2 separate regions of the Hordeum vulgare genome follow, and region 2 is linked to region 1. The links are chromatin contacts, called in public Hi-C maps. All regions are on one chromosome and are shown on one strand. The core of a region is the stretch at or near the end of the contact, and the rest is flanking DNA. Distances in the headings are between cores, read along the strand shown. Region 1 has its middle 71 kb from the start of LOC123442799. Region 2 holds the start of LOC123412844 (pheophytinase, chloroplastic).

Region 1 (2,700 bases), core at 115-2,614:
TTAGAAGCTATCAGTTTATTTAGTTCTAATTGTAAGAAAATTTGGTTAATTCAACCACTATGAATGAAAAAACGGACACAAATTTTTCTCTCAACAAACTTCTCTTGGAAAGCTGCTGATTGTTCCAAAAACTCGCAGGGGCATGCAGATGCGGGGCACACACCTGCACAACAAGTTTTAAATTTAGTTTGTGAAACTAAGGGCCTGTTTGGTTTATGATTAACTTTGCCACAACTAACCTTAGGTAAAGTGTGGCTGCCATAAAAAGTGTGGCTAACAAAATGGACACAACAAGTGTGGTAAGATTTGGCAAAAAATTAAGTGTATGACATGTGGACCATATAACTAAAAAAGTGTGGCAAGCCACAAATGTGGCAATGAACCAAACACATGCCTAAGGTATTGTGGCATGACTAAGGTTAGGCGTGGCAACCTTAGGTTGGGAACCAAACAGCCCCTAACTATTTTGTCGGTCACGAGTTCTGAAACTTATGATTTTCTCGGTCATTCATACCAAGTTTCAAAAGTTGAAACCCAATGAAGTTTTATAAACTCGTCAAAACGTTTTCAAAATGAATCTCATTTGAAAGTCCTCGTCACCCGAAACGCAAATATGAAAAAAGAACTTAATTTGGACTTCTGCTCAAAAGACACGACAGATTAAATATCAAAATCCAAAGGGGGGAGGGGTGCCTGCCCCTCTCCTGCTACAAATCTCCTCCCTGGCTGCCTTTCATTGTGTAGTTTGAAGATCAGTTCTTTTGCAAGAATAATGGGAGGCAAGGTGTACACACAAAGCCAACAATATCATTGTCATTTTCGGGGTTGAAACCTACGTCGGGTTCTGTTTGGCCTTGTTTTTAGGTTTGCAAAGTTTAACGAAAAGAGCTTGCAAACTTGTAGCTACATAGCAAGGTCTGCCAACAAGGTCGCTAAATAGCAAGGTCTGCCAAACTTTTGCAAAATACAGCGTCAAGAGTGTCTGCCAACAAGGTCGCTACATAGCTACAGTGCAATTTGTCAGTGTGTCGATCGCTGCACCTCTTGCTCCCTTGAAATGACCCTTTTTCCTTTTCGCGAGGCCTGCTCGTTTGTTATCTTGTACACTTCAAAACTGATAATCGAACGCAAACATAATTGAATGGCCGAATTTTCGGGCACCACCCAATCTTTACACGAGTCGTTGTCACAAGAATTCAGCGAAAACGAAAGAAAAAATGGTTTTCAGGACTCTTTCTCTCTTTGATTTTTCCTGCTACCTCTTGAGGCCACGCATTTATAAGCCGCGGACGCTCATGTCCTGAACATGGTTGGCAATGGGGCGATGCTGACTTGGCAGAGGATGAGGTATACCCACGCCGCTGACCAATGCGGTGCCACTATGCCAGGGTGCAACTCCCAGCTGTCCACTTTTGGATATCTCGAGCTGTAGTGGACGGGTCAAAACAAAATGCGAAGCAACCTTCTCATTTTCTTCCTTGTAAGCAAGCTGTACGTAACCTGAACAATGCGATCTTTTCATAAGCTAGGGGAGAAGTGGAGCTGCCCATGGCAAACCCATTTCTTAACAAGCTTCAGTTAAAAAATGAGCTATAGCAGCGTTAGGTCCGCCTTGAACAAGGAAAATGCTTTTTGTACAGCCTTCGGTTTGAGTGAACTGGAGCGACGTTAGGTCCGCTGTTGTGCAAAGCATGTGTGAATATGTATTCCTTCTAAACAAGGTTGAAGGTAGGGCAATGTTTCGTTGCAATTCTTTACTATTTCGTGTCCCAAAATATTGGTTAAAGACTAGCACATATGCCCGTGCGTTGCAATGGAAGAATAAAGCTAATAAATATTTAAATTTAGTAAGAATCTATGTGCAAGCATGATGCCATGTTGCACGTAATCTATGGATAATTACTTCCAACGGCGTCGGCTCATTGCGCGGCCTTTGATCGGGCATGGCACTTTGGATCCTCCCGCTCGAAATTCCAGTTTAAGTACCGTGAGTGATGCCTACAATTTAATTCATGGATAATCTCTTTCAATGGTGTAGGCACATTACACAACCTTTAATAGGGCACTACAATTCGAATTGCATGATATCATGATGCTTGAAATGCCAGTTTAAATTTCATGATTATTTCTTCAATTTAATTCATGCATAATTTCATCCAACTTTTGTTGGCTCATTGCGCAACCTTTTATTGGACCTTTCCTAGAGGGAGACATTTTTTGTGGGGATTAATTAGATGAACGTCTCATCCGTTGCTTATCAAGACGGTTTGTTGATATGCAATTCAAAGACATATATAAATTGTGGATAATTCAACTTTGCCCCAGGCTTAGCTGCTCCCGCTCACGAAAAAATTCAAAAGAAATACTAGAAAATTCAAAAAATTCTAAATTTTTTTGTGCAGTACATAATTTGATGCGTGAGGTCCGCTCCAACTTTCATCCTATTTGAACATCTGATCAGCTCTCAGAAAAAAGACAAATTGGATCAGAAAAGTTCGTGAATAGTTAACCTTTTTTACAGACCCAGATTTGTCTTTTTTAATGAGAGCTGCTCATATGTTCAAATAAGATGAAATTTGAAGCGGCCTTCGTGCATTAAGTTATCTACCACAAATTTTCTTTTGAAAATTTTGAATTCTTCTACTATTTATTTTGATTTTTATTCATCGATGTAGGTGCAGACGAGCTCGGGAGCCAAAT
Region 2 (2,700 bases), core at 118-2,617, 280 kb before region 1:
ACATCAAGATGTTCTTCAGATTCTCCCTGTTTCAGCTCAGGAATCAGTATATACATCACCATGTCAGTCGGCCAAGGGACCGGGTAACTAAAACCAATGTAGTGAAGACATGCCTTTCTTTCACACGCCCGAAGAGCGCCGATGCGATGCTCTTTTGTTTGAGCAGAAAGTCGATTAGCCAGAGCAGAGGCAAGAGCAGCTTGATCCTCCAGTCATCCACGATCGCCTTATTGTTCATCCCACCTGAGCAGTTCAGCAGAACGAGTCCCCGGACAAGGTCCCTGGTAGAATCTGTCGTTCATTCAGCATTAACAAACAAAGTCAACATTTCAGAGTGAGTAAAATGACTACAGACGTTGATTAACCGCTGTAACTAAGCTTGATTGATTTGATTAAAGGAGAAGCTAATATCTGCCTGGTTAAAAACAGAGAAGGTTTCCATCTAAATAATTCAGAAGTAGGTCTTCCTGCAATTGCTCTATCACATGGGATGGGCAAAACTGATGTATAATTGTCAGCTGCAAAATCGTTCTGCAGAAGCAGCTACAGAGTTACCGCTCCATGTTCGACATTAACACCAGGATGTGGCCTCAGTAGAAGATGTCTAACCTGAGGCAGCAATGACACAAGCAAGGCTCCCCACAGAGTTGCCAACGAGCACGGTGGGCCTCTTGACGACCTCGTCCAAGAACTCCAGGATCAACTGCTTGGCACAAAACCAGATATGCAATTAACCAATTTAACTACACGCCATGATCTGTTGATTGTTAGCTACGAGTAGTGGCCAAACCGAGGACTCACCTCGGCCCATGTTTCCATGGTGTAAGAGAATCCAGCAGGCTTGTCTGACGCCCCGAACCCGAGCAAATCGATGGCATAAACCGTGTTGGATTCAGACAACACGCCAATGTTCCTGAAAACAAATGTTCAGATAACATTCGTGAAGTAAACATCCGTAGAGCCTGGCCGGGCTCGATCGGCTTGCTCACCTGCGCCAGTGCGCGACGGAGGCGCCGAAGCCGTGGACGAGCAGCACGGGCAGGCCCTCCCCCCTGACCAGGTAGTTCACGCGCATCCCTCGCCATGACCAGGTGGTGCAGCTCCGGGACAGCTCCTCCAGCGACGAGCTGGCGGCGGGGGGCGCGCTGCCGCCGCCGAAGGCGTGCCGGAGAACACGGGCGCCTCTGAGGCCGGCATGCGTGGGAGGCGACGAGGAGGATGCGAAGGGGAGACGGGTTCTTGGAGTTGCCAAGGAGGTGAAGGAAAGGACACGGTGGTGGTGGGCGAGTGCGGCCATATCCTCCGCGCGCTCCGTCGCCCCCGGTGGCCACCGGTTGTCTGGTTGTCCCGTGTTTTTTCTGGCGTCGTTAATCGATTATTGCGCCGAGAATTGTGCTTTTTTTTTTCTTCTGGACCACGATAGTATAAATCACAAATCCAAAGGAAATGCAAAATCTTGGGGCTCTGCTTTACTCTACAGCACTCCTTTCGTCTATGTTTTTTAAGTCAGACTTTGTAAATTTCAACCAAATTTATCAAAATATATGGACGTCTAAAATACCAAACCAATGTCATCAGATTCATCATAAAAATGTTTTTTCATATGATTACTATGTATTATAGATATAAATATGTTTCTTTCTATATGTACGATGATCAGAGTTTATGAAGTTTGACTTTTACGAAAACCAATGCCCATTATATTATATAGTAGCAAACATGTTCGGATGTTGCAACGGAACGAAAAAATCACCCTTCACACACACACTCAACAACATCAACAATCCATTGAAAACTTTCATGATGGCAAACAACAAACAATGTGATAAACCTCACAAAAGAAAACAACATAATAAATGATGTTGTAGAGAAACATAAAAATGGGATGATTTTTGAGTGTACTCAAGGTGTTTACAAGAAACTTTATTGGCACAATTTCAAACAATATGGAAATCAATGTTAAGCCACTTGTTTACATAAGCCCTGTATCAACAGTTTATTGTACAACATCGTATATGAGTTAGTTATTGTGCATCGTTTTAAATAGATAGCATATGGTAGCTAGTAGGACTAACATCCCATGTGGTGTCAATAATATCTTTTATGAGGGCATTAAACTATCATAGCTACTTAATTCAAATGGGGTAAGAAACATATATAATATGCATTTTCAAAATACCCTGTATAAAAAAGGTTGCACCCTAAACATAATTCTAGAAATGTTAAACATGCAAGATAATAGCATATTTGAAATCTACATATTTTTCCAAGGAATTTCTAAATATAAGATTTGAATATTCACTTCAAATGGGGTAGGATACATGTGTAATGGGCGTTTTCAAAATACTCAATATAAAAAGGTATTTAATTAAGTTTGCGCCTAAACATAAATTTAGAAATGATTAACATGCAAGATAATAGTATATTTGTAATCTACACATTTTTCTCAGGGATTTCTATATATAACATGTTAGATTTGTAGTTAGAGTTTGAAAGATATGAATATTTTGAAAAATATTTGAATCTGTCCAAAAAAAGTGAAATGTAAACATAGAGATTGTGGGCCGAAATTACAACATTGTCCCGCCCAATTCAGGAAAATAAAAGGAGAAAAAGAAAATTGGAAGAAGCATGGATTGAACCTTGCTCTCCCGAGTTAAATAGTGTTCCTCCAAGCAACACACTACCTACATGGTTGTG

The links. A called contact is a pair of places that touch in the nucleus more often than the background predicts.
Region 2: a contact with region 1 is called in a Hi-C map of leaf, with 2.8 times the contacts expected there. The contact joins the promoter of LOC123412844 here to the enhancer-like site in region 1. A contact is called at or near these places in 2 of 6 Hi-C or Micro-C datasets (leaf and seedling).

The regions. Positions count from the first base shown.
Region 1 is chr1H:429,591,300-429,593,999 of MorexV3_pseudomolecules_assembly, reverse strand. No RefSeq gene overlaps it. Among protein-coding and RNA genes, the nearest start is that of LOC123442799, 71 kb to the left of the region's middle. Within about 2 kb of position 1,364, at least 3 of the 3 cell types and tissues checked have open chromatin away from gene starts, as enhancers often do. A contact at or near this core is called in leaf and seedling, where this site is marked.
Region 2 is chr1H:429,872,230-429,874,929 of MorexV3_pseudomolecules_assembly, reverse strand. It overlaps LOC123412844 (pheophytinase, chloroplastic), which reads right to left and starts at 1,367. Exons shown (of 6, transcript XM_045105800.1): 1 at 990-1,367; 2 at 802-913; 3 at 610-703; 4 at 114-291; 5 at 1-26. The coding sequence starts at 1,297.